3 separate regions of the Oryctolagus cuniculus genome follow, and all the other regions are linked to region 1. A link is a contact called in public Hi-C and Micro-C data. All regions are on one chromosome and are shown on one strand. Each heading gives the region's core, a stretch centred on a gene start, on an enhancer-like site or on the middle of the called end of the contact. The rest is flanking DNA. Distances are from core to core; before and after follow the strand shown. Region 1 overlaps VGLL4 (vestigial like family member 4). Region 2 overlaps TAMM41 (TAM41 mitochondrial translocator assembly and maintenance homolog). Region 3 overlaps ATG7 (autophagy related 7).

Evidence for each region. A called contact is a pair of places that touch in the nucleus more often than the background predicts.
Region 2: a Hi-C map of an unstated tissue shows a contact between it and region 1, with 5 times the contacts expected there. The contact joins two enhancer-like sites. A contact is called at or near these places in 3 of 6 Hi-C or Micro-C datasets (embryonic fibroblasts, skin fibroblasts and an unstated tissue).
Region 3: a Micro-C map of ear pinna shows a contact between it and region 1, with 7 times the contacts expected there. The contact joins two enhancer-like sites. A contact is called at or near these places in 5 of 6 Hi-C or Micro-C datasets (ear pinna, embryonic fibroblasts, psoas muscle and 2 more).

What each region holds. Positions count from the first base shown.
Region 1 is chr10:115,527,451-115,531,130 of mOryCun1.1, reverse strand. The region is part of intron 2 of VGLL4 (vestigial like family member 4); the gene reads right to left. Among named protein-coding and RNA genes, the nearest start is that of VGLL4, 110 kb to the right of the region's middle. Within about 2 kb of position 2,425, at least 1 of the 8 cell types and tissues checked has an H3K27ac peak or open chromatin away from gene starts, as enhancers often do.
Region 2 is chr10:115,358,165-115,361,635 of mOryCun1.1, reverse strand. The region is part of intron 3 of TAMM41 (TAM41 mitochondrial translocator assembly and maintenance homolog); the gene reads right to left. Among named protein-coding and RNA genes, the nearest start is that of TAMM41, 12 kb to the right of the region's middle. Within about 2 kb of position 1,770, at least 1 of the 8 cell types and tissues checked has an H3K27ac peak or open chromatin away from gene starts, as enhancers often do.
Region 3 is chr10:115,737,552-115,741,098 of mOryCun1.1, reverse strand. ATG7 (autophagy related 7) reads left to right here. Exons shown (of 20, transcript XR_011379656.1): 18 at 1,541-1,621. Among named protein-coding and RNA genes, the nearest start is that of ATG7, 99 kb to the left of the region's middle. Within about 2 kb of position 1,883, at least 1 of the 8 cell types and tissues checked has an H3K27ac peak or open chromatin away from gene starts, as enhancers often do.

The DNA.
Region 1 (3,680 bases), core at 1,176-3,675:
AGACTGGGAAGTTTGGGGCCAGCGCGGTGGCGTATCTAGTAAAGCCACTGCCTGCAGTGCCAGCATCCCATATGGGCACCAGTTCAAGTCCTGGCTGCTCCACCTCCGATCCAGCTCTCTGCTATGGCCTGGAAAAGCAGTAGAAGATGGCCCAAGTCCTTGGGTCTCTGCACCTGCCTGGGAGACCCGGAAAAAGCTCCTGGCTCCTGGCTTCAGATCAGCGCAGCTCGGGACTCTGCGGCCAATTAGGGAGTGAACCAGCAGATGGAAGGCCTCTCTCTCTCTCTTTACCTCTACCTCTCTGTAACTCTGCTTTTCAGATAAATAAATTTAAAAGAAAGAGGGGGGGAGGGGAGGGAAGGGGGGAGGGAGACTGGGAAGTACACCGACATCTTCACAGTGCTCCTCTGCCTACCAGGTGTTTCCATACTTCCCCTGCATTTCCAAATACAACCACATAGAATATTTTTCTTAAATATAATAATAAGGTGGGGGTGAGGGTAATGCACGAGAGAATATTTCCCAGCAAGAGCAAAGCCCGGATCGTATCTATCTTACTTTGAAAAACCAAGACCTCTTCTTTTACTTAAATCCTAACAACCAAAGGAAATACAAATTCGAACATTCATTTAGACCTTTGGAGGATCCAGAGCGCTCAAGGCGAGGTATGTGCTCTGCAGAGCAGAGCTGACAGGACAGCTGTTTGCCTAAGCTTCTAGCACCGTTTGTCCTCTCCAGTGTCTGGATTGTCACATGTCAGTATCAGTTCCCCAAGCGAGATCATCAACACTTGCAGAGGAGGACAACAGGCCTTACTCTTCCGTGTGAAACCCTCCACAGCACATGTTAAGAGCTGCACGCACGGTCCTCACGAAGGCGTGTCCGCGTCTTTGTGGAATAAGGATGGCAGGATGGCCAGAGAAGAGCTCAGGCTCACGACTGGACTGAATAAAAGCCCAGCGGTCAACATCGCTCTCCAGACACTAACTTCCACCTGCAGAGCAGGGGCCACCTCGGGGTTCACGGGATCTCTTAGACATAACGCGAGGCGCTGTTAGCCGCCCCATGGCCACAATCACTCTCATCCTCCCGGGATGGTACCACAAACAGGTAAGCTCTCTTCCTCTCCTTAAGTTTTCTAAACTGAATACGTGAATAACAACCAAAACAAACCTTACCAAAGGGAGACGCTGGGTCTGGCCATGCCTGGACCAGAGGCATCAGAGAAGCCAGGAGCCAGGTGTCATCATCACGTCTAGACACCTATCAGCACAGGGTGACGGGGTGACCAGTCATGTGTGAGGCACCGCACTGCCCGGGCACGCGCACCTGTCCATCGGATCATCTCAACTGCTACAGTAAGGTTGTGAGGAGGAAAGCATACAGGAGGCGTTCAATTAAAACCTAACAGTGAGTGCTAAGAAGACTTCAAACTGTTTTCTTGGAAACACTGATTAGAATGTGAATTCCGGAGAGGCCTAGCAGAAACCTGGCTAAGGACCATTAGCTGGGATTACTCTCCCCTGGGCAACACCGCAGCAGAGTTCTGCACACAACCTTAAGGCAAGGCGGTCAGGCCTCACCTGCCACACTGCAAAGACCGCCTGGCACACAGTAGGTCCTCCACGGAGGGACTGCACAATAAACGAAAACAGAACGCTTTTCAAATGCCTCAAGTATCAACCACAGAAAGCAGACTATCTACTAAATTCAAAGAATTCCTAAATATATCATAAAATATTGATTACTTCCCCAATTTGGAGATGCCCAAACTCAAAGTTTTGTCAAACTTTTCACAAAAGCAAATGTTACTAAGCTGTGTTTTAGACTGTTCAGACTGTAGTATGTATGAAATGGTGCCATTTGCAGGTTAAAACACTCAGCTACTACTCAGAACTAGCTCATTACTGTAATGAGGTTTTAATATATGTGCCGTGCAGAAATGTAAAATGGTTCAAACTCAATGATTACACTTTTAACACAACAGCACCCTCTAGGGATAAATTTTAAATTGCAAAGAAAATTTTGAGAAGAGAACCAGTCTATGCAGTTCTCATTAGATGTACATTTATTTACACAAAAATCTTTTTAATCCATTCATTAAAAACACAAAAAATATATTTTAACAAAGTTTAAACCTTACTAAACTTTGCAAAAATTAAGACAAAATACTAACAAACTCAATTCAGTTGATATCAAATGACTGAATGGAAAATCTGCTTTAACATGAATGTAAAAACATATGCAGTTTTTAAGGCTGGAGGGCCGGCACTGTGACCAGTAGGTTAAGCCTCCACCTGTGGCACTGGCATCCCATACGGGCACCATTCCGTGTCCCAGCTGCCCCTCTTCCAATCCAGCTCTTTGCTATGGCCTGGGAAGGCAGTGGAAGATGACCCAAGCTCCTGGGCTCCTGCACCCACGTGGGAGACCCAGAAGAAGCTCAGCTCCTGGCTTCGGATCGACCCAGCTCAGGCCATCACGGCCATTTGAGGAGTGAACCAGCAGATGGACCTCTCTCTAGGTCGGCGCCACGGCTCACTAGGCTAATCCTCCACCTACGGTGCCGGCACCCCGGGTTCTAGTCCCGGTTGGGGTGCCGGATTCTATCCCGGTTGCTCCTCTTCCAGTCCAGCTCTCTGGTGTGGCCCGGGAAGGCAGTGGAGGATGGCCCAAGTACTTGGGCCCCTGCACCCACATGGGAGACCAGGAGGAAGCACCTGGCTCCTGGCTTCGGATCGGCGCAGCGCGCCGGCTGTAGCAGCCATTTGGGGGGTGAACCAACGGAAAAGGAGGACCTTTCTCTCTGTCTCTCTCATTGTCTAACTCTGCCTGTCAAAAAAAAAAAAAAAAAGACCTCTCTCTCCCTCTCTGTAACTTTGTTCCTCAAACAAACAAAATATATAGAAAAGAAAAAAAGAAGAAGAAAGAAAAGAAAGGAAAAGAGAAAGCAGACTAGGAACAATGCTGTAAATACGCTAGTGCTAGCGCAGGGAGCTAATCCAGTCACTGTTGCCAAAAAAGGAAGCTTCCTTGAACACGACGTCACTCACTCTACTGCAGCCTTACATGCTTACCCAAGAGAAACGACCACTTCAATGCTTTTCACTGCGGCCAACGGTGGATCGGTTCAGGAAATCCCATCCGGAGATGACTTCCCAGTAAAGTATCACTCTGATGTTCATATTCTAGTAAATAATTAGCCATACATGTATTCCTGTGAGATCAACTGGAACCGATTCACACACTAAAAATGGAGAGCAAAGCCACTGAAAGGGCTGGGCACTGTGCCACAGCAGGACAAGCCACCACCTACAAGGCCAGCATCCCACAGGAGTGCCGGTTCAAGTCCTGGCTGCTCCACTTCCGATCCAGTTCCCTGCTCATGTGCCTGGAACAGCAGCAGCAGATGGCTTGAGTGTTTGGGGCCCTGCCACCCATGCAGGAGGCCCAGACAGAATGTCAAGCTCTTGGTTTTGACCTGGCCCTGCTCTGGCTCTGGCTGTGGCAGACACAGGGGAGGGAGCCAACAGATGAAGACTCTCTCCCTCTCTCTCCCTTTCAAATAAAGAAATCTTCAAAAAAATTTCTAAAATAAAAAAAGAAATCACTGGAAGATATATCCCAATTATTTAACATACTATTTCAAAAGAGAACTGAATGTCCCCACTCCAACCCCA
Region 2 (3,471 bases), core at 521-3,020, 170 kb after region 1:
ATAAAAAATTAAAAAAAAATATCGGGTTGCTTTGACTGCCCTATACACAGGAAAGGGGTGCCGACTACTAGCAGGGTTTCCCATGTCTCACAAATGTGTCCACCATCTATACTATACGGCGCCGCCAGTGAATCTTCTACTGTAGGAGACAGGGCAAAACTCGCTTATTTGTCAAACATGGATGACTGATGACAAAGTAAGAAGGCACATAAAAGACACTCTACAAGAAACTGTAAAATCAAGCGTGATTAGAAAAGAGAACAATGTATATTCCCCAGCTATTCTTCTCCCTCTTGTTTTTTAAATAACTATGGAAAACAGGATTATAAAATTGAGAACTATTTTATATATCAGGCTTAAGAATCTAAATTCTACCTTTTACTTTTTCTGACACTTTTTTAGGGGGATATTTCTAACAGGCAAACCTCACGTCACTTGATTGATCAAGTGTGGATTTTCTCCGCAGGTGTGATGATGAGGACTCCACAGACCTTAACTAAACCTTTAGGGCTGGAGCCTGGTGTAGGAGGTTAAGCCTCCACCTGCAGTGCCAGCATCCCATATGAGTGCTGGTTTGTGTCCCGGCTGCTCCTCTTCTGATCCAGCTCTCTGCTATGGTCTGGGAAAGCAGTGGTAGATGACCCAACTGCTTGGACCCCTGCACCCACATGAGCGATCTGGAGGCAGCTCCTGGCTCTTGGTTTTGGATCAGCCCAGTTCTGGCCATTGTGGCCATTTGGGGAGTAAACCAGAAGATGGAAGACCTCCTTTTCTGTTTCTCCCTCTCTCTGCCTGTAACGCTACCTCTAAAATAAATAAATAAATCTTAAAAAAAAGGAAAAAAAAGAAATGAAAACTTAAAAAAAAAATTCAGCACTTGGGGTGAGTTTAGTGTTACTGCAATCATCCGCAGAGAGCTGAACCAAGGGACAGTGCAGGGAGGTGCGTTTCCTAAGGATGCCCAAGTTGATGGCAGGAATCAGGGTAACACCTCAGACTCTGTCAATCAAGCTCTCAATGTTTTAAATTGTTCTCATGCATTCAGCTAAGGATGTATTCTGTTTGATTTATCTTGAAAGATGATTAGAGCAGATTTTAAGGTACTGTAACTCCTATGTTTATTCCTTGAATAATTTTTCCAAACCTTGTATTCCATATCGAACCACGGATCTAAGAGGGTGACCTCGTCATTTACTGAGGCTCAGAGGCGTACAAAGATTTCCCCAAGACAAGCGGTCACCCACCGGCCCAGGACCCAGGTCCCTGATCTGTCCAGGGCTCCACAGCCCTGCAACGCCCACATATCTGCTTCTCAGTGGTTCTTCACCCTTTGTTTCTTGGGTGGTTTTATAGAAACTCACTGCAATGACAAGCTCTGTGGGGATGCTACTAACTCAGAGATGGAAAGGGTTAAGTTTGGGGACATTTTCCTGGTTAACAAAACACCACTCGTTGTCCGAGAAAGCTGTCCTAGTTGCTTTGTAAGAAAGCCGTCTGCTTGCCAGTTTAAGGTTAAGAGAGTGAACATAAAAGCATCCTTACTGAAAGGAAAAATGTCAATTCAGAAGGTCCTGGCACTGTGCTGATCTGGGTCTTCGGTGATAGGTGAACCAGGAACTGGTCTCAGCGGCACCACTATTTGTTGTGCAGAGGGAGAAGCCAGAGAGCTCTTGGGGCACTGCCAGAGAGGCCTGGGAAAAGGAGAGTCCTCAGACTTGGGAGCAGCCGTTTGTGTGTGACCGGGAGTGGCCTGACCTGAACTGCATCGGCAACGCTGCACAGAGTCCCTGGCCACAGGCAACGAGCTCTGTGATGCAGGGAGGCGGGGCTGGGAGGAGGTTCACAGGGGAGATCTGTGAGTACAGAGGGTCACAGGTGGTCACAGGGACACTGCTCGAGCTGCGGGGAGTGCAGCCCGACCCAGCGGCTCTCATCCTCAACCACCAGGACGGTGACTTGTTCTCAGTCGCTGCTTGAGGTCGAAGAAGAAACAATGGACATCAGAGCCGGGGGACCCCTGAGAGCCAGAGGACCCTCGATTTAGCCTGGGAGACCCCCAGTTTAGCCTCTCTTAGGACTTTGCCATTCCTTCGGCACACCAGAGAAGGAGATGGCTGTTCTCTGAACGGCAAAACGGATGACTCAATCTTCTCATCTCAAAGGCCAAAGGCCCCAGCACTTGCTCACAGCGGCTCACAGCCAAGACTGGCTCTCCGATTCCCACTTCAGGGACTTTTCCATTCACAGTCAATGAAGCTATGGGAAGGTGATGGCTGTACAACCCCATGAATTCGCTCAAAGCCACTGAACTGTGCACTTCAAATGGCTGAGCTGTGTGATGTATGAATTGTACTTCAAAGATGCAAATAAATTAAAATCCTCTCAATACGATGGTAGATACCAACTCTGTTAACGCTTTAAAAATTCAAGCAAAATTATCAATGTGAGGGATCTTCCAAAGAGAAGTTTCGTGGAAAACTGAATTAAAAGAGAAGTTTATTTTGGTGCAAACATTTTGGAAATCCATTCACCTTTTTGATAACATGTATTTCCACGAGCTTTTCAAAGACTCTGCATACCTTTAGAATAACATGACAGAAGGATCCAACACACATGCACAAAACTTATAAAAAGTAAAGAATGTTTTTAAGAAGAAAACAGTGGGGCTGGTGTTGTGGCACAGCACATTAAGCTGCCACCTGTGAAACCAGTATTCCACATGAGTGCTGGTTCCAGTCCCAGCTGCCCTGCTTCCAATCCAGCTCCCTGCTAACACCCTGGGAAAAGCAGCAGAGGATGGCCCGTGTGCTTGGGCCTCTGCCATGCACTGAGTACTGGAAGAAACTCCGGGCTCCTGGCTTCCATTTGGTTCAGGACTGGCTGTTATGGCTATCTGGGGAGCGAACCAGTACTTGGAAGATCTCTCTGTCTCTGTCTTTCTCTCTCTGTAACTCTGACTTTCAAATAAATAAATAAATTTTTTAAAAAATTTGCAAAATTTTAAGATAATTATGAAACTTAAGACAATGTAACTCCCTTTAAAACACATAAAACACAGAGGCCAGAAGTGCGGCACAGCTGGTAAAGCCACCACCTGCAATGCCAGCATCCCATAAGGGCACTGGTGCTAGTTCCGCCTACTGACTTCCTATCTGCCTCCCTATTAATGTGCCTGAGAAAGCAGGGGAAGATGGCCCAAGTGTTTGGGCCCCTGCAACCATGTGGAAGACCCAGATGAAGCTCTTGACTCCTGGCTTTGGCCTGGCCCAGCCCTGGCCATTGTGGCCATTTGGGGAGTGAACCAGTGGATGGAAGATCTCTCTCTGTGTAACTCTGCCTTTCAAATAAAGAAAATAAATCTTTTAAAAACATAGAAACAGACACCTTACTCATATTCTTAAAATTCTTTGTTAAGACATTCACTCATATTTCTATTATTCTTCATTTTATTTGAAAGGCAGAGACAGAGAG
Region 3 (3,547 bases), core at 634-3,133, 210 kb before region 1:
TGGCTTCTGAGCACTTGGGCGTGTCAGCAGTCCCAACTGTGACTTTCCAGGAAGGTCCCTGTGCTGTTTGAGTGTTTAAAATCATGTATTCACGGCCGTGGCTCTGTTTGAGGTACTGGATTACGAAGCCATCGCCACATTCCTGAGATACAGGGAACCGAAAGATTGTCAGTGTTCGGAGGGTCTCATTTTCCCTCATTTCTGTGAGATTCCTTTGATCTTGGATTACGTTGAAACAACACGGCGTGGTGATAGAGACGTTCCCACAATTGCGATAGGCATTCCTTCCCTGGAGGCTGTGCAGAGGAAAAAGTGTGCACGTTTGGCAGAGAGACGGGCTGGCCACCCGGGGAAGGGTGCTGCTCTCCCGGAAGAGCCTATCAGGCCAGTCCTGGGCTTCCTGTGCTGTGGGCTGCTGCTGGTAGGGTGGCGGGGCGGGGGGGGGGGGGCTCTTCTGCTGCTCCGTTGAGGTTCAGGTTGTGAAGAGACCGAATATTAATGCTGGAAGCTGAGCTTTGCTACCCTGGGAGAGGGAGGAAGGGGGAGGGAGCCAGCCAGCTTTGGGGTCCGAGGCCTTTGAAGCTGGGCCCCGTCGCTGGTTGATTCCTCAGCCAAGTGCCTTCCCCTTTTTGAGGCTGTTTTATCAACATAAAATGGCAGGGTTGGGAAGGTGCAGTGAATTAACCCACAGGAGATGCATGTTTGTCTGAGTGCAGATGCTGAGTGCTGTGGAGTCTTGAGAAATTTTGCCATTCGGCTGGCTAATCTTCTGCCTTTGGCGCTGGCACCCCGGGTTCTAGTCCCGGTTGGGGCGCCGGATTCTGTCCTGCTTGCTCCTCTTCCAGTCCAGCTCTCTGCTGTGGCCAGGGAGTGCAGTGGAGGATGGCCAGGTCCTTGGGCCCTGCACCTGCATGGGAGACTGGGAGGAAGCGCCTGGCTCCTGGCTTCAGATCGGCGCAGTGCACCAGCTGCAGCGACCACTTGGGGGGTGAACTAACGGAAAAGGAAGACCTTTCTGTCTGTCTCTCTCTCACTGTCTAACTCTGCCTGTCCAAAAAAAATTTTTTTTTGCCATTTGTATTTTTAGTAAAACACTTTAATGCCATTCTATAGGTTTAAAAAGCACTTTGATGTAAATATAGTTGTCCAGGCATAATACTGTGAATAGATAATAGTGCTAGTACAGTTTTGTGAATAAAGAGAATGGTTAAAACTGATAGTGTCTGCATGTAAACCAGCTGTAGTACACAAGTGTGTGCACTAGGTGGTGCCATTTCCTCGTCAATATGTTGCTGTTGAAGTTTGCTCCAAGTCAACTGGATATGTATTTTGGACTGTCTCTGCCTTCCTTGGTCCCCAGCCCATCTCCCCTTGTGAGACCCCACCTAACATCAAATTGAATAAGTTTTCATTTATCCCACGTCCAACTCTCACATCTATGGGAGAGAAGCCATGTCCATCATGCCAGGACCCAGAAGTGCATTTCAGAGATGGGGCCTTCCCCAGCGTGATGTGAATTCTTCATTCTGTTTGTTTTTAGATTCGGGGATTTCTGTCCCGGTTTGATAACGTCCTTCCCGTCAGCCTGGCGTTCGACAAATGCACCGCTTGTTCTTCCAAAGTAAGTGGTCCTGCCTCTCAGCCCCAGAGCGAGCCCGGCCACCTCCCACCAGCCAGAGCCAAGAAAACCAACCCCGGCCTTTGTGTGGGGGAGGAGTGGGGTCCTAACACTGGAAAAGGACACTGTGCTCATTGTATTGTTCTCACCGAGAAGTGGCCTGTGGAGACTGCATGGGCAGTGGACAGAAGAAGCCGAGCCAGTGTGCTCTGTGCTGAAGCACGCACGGCAGGCATTTTGGCTTGACCTTGAACTTCGCTGGTCTCTGACCACCCCCTTCTCACAGAGTGGATGGGAGTGGACGGGGACAGGGGTTGTTTGCAGGCAGCCCCGCCATGCCTCCTTGGGAGACCAAGGCCTGACCGAGGAAGCATAGGCAGAGATTAGGGGCCTGGAGAGGGCCCCTTCGCCTTTGATCTTTGCAGAGGCTCTAAAAATAGCGCGAGCAGTAATGGGAACCGGCTGGTGTATCTCACAGCTACAGTGATGGCATCTCATTTTTTAATAGGCTTTGAGAAACTGTCGGAGTTATTTTTACATGTATACTCAGTATGATAGCTGATTTCCTTTTGGGTGTCCTTTTAAGCCTTCTAACACCCAGTGGTTTAACCTGGGCTTTAAAAACTCAGGAGTTTCTGTATAAGCACAGATAGTCGTGTTAGAGTTCTGTGCAAAACAGTGTCATGGTCCTGGGGCCAAACCGCGGCCTCCCTGTTAGAACCAGGGGTCTCGGTGCCCCGCACCCTGAATCTGGCAGGGTGGAAGGAATTCCGTCCTAGAGAAATGGTCTGAGTTGGCAGGCTTCTTCGGAAAACTCTTCTTGGGTCCTGTCTTAGGAGAACGGTCCTGACAAGTTTCAGTGAAAATTGAGCTCAGATTTGATGAACACTGTTGAGAAGTTTGGTTAAACTTAGATGCTCCAGAATTTATTTGTGCTTCAAAAGTAAGCTAAGCCCGTGTCGTCGTCATGGATCGCAAGCGCCCGCGCTGAGGTTTGGAGCTCACTGTCGGTCAGTGATTGCGTGTGAGAGTGAGTGTGTTCCTGCGCCTCTTGGCTCTTTGAGATACCGCACATCTGCGCACGGCAGGGTCTCGGGGAGTCCGGTGTGGCTCTGTCTTGAGAAATACAAGTTTGGGGGTTGTGTGCTCTTTAGAGGGGTGCTTTCTTTTCTTTTTTTTTCCTTGAATGGCTGAGTAGATTGGTCTCAGAATAACTTGACAGGATTGATTTTTGTATGGAAATCATTTGGCACAGGCGCCAGAAGTTTTTCTATGCATTTTGTAGGCCTGGCTGGCCAGTGAAATAAAGATAATCGGGTGCTGTGAGTGCAACGCAAAGACGCCTGGGTTCTCACTCTGAGCAGTTAGCGCTGGCAAGAGGCACGAGAGCACGCGGGTGAGGGGGCTCCCGATAATCTCCTAACAGAGTAGGTGAGGGGGCTCCTGATAATCTCCTAACAGAGTAGGTGAGGGGGCTCCCTGATAATCTCCTAACAGAGTAGGTGAGGGGGCTCCTGATAATCTCCTAACAGAGTAGGTGAGGGGGCTCCCTGATAATCTCCTAACAGAGGGTAGGTGAGGGGGCTCCTGGTAATCTCCTACAGAGTAAGTGAGGGGGCTCCCTGATAATCTCCTAACAGAGTAGGTGAGCAGGGCTCCCTGATAATCTCCTAACAGAGTAGGTGAGGGGGCTCCTGATAATCTCCTACAGAGTAGGTGAGCGGGGCTCCCTGATAATCTCCTAACAGAGTAGGTGAGGGGGGCTCCTGATAATCTCCTAACAGAGTAGGTGAGGGGGCTCCCGATAATCTCCTAACAGAGTAGGTGAGGGGGGCTCCTGATAATCTCCTAACAGAGTAGGTGAGGGGGCTCCCTGATAATCTCCTAACAGAGTAGGTGAGGGGACTCCTGGTAATCTCCTAACAGAGT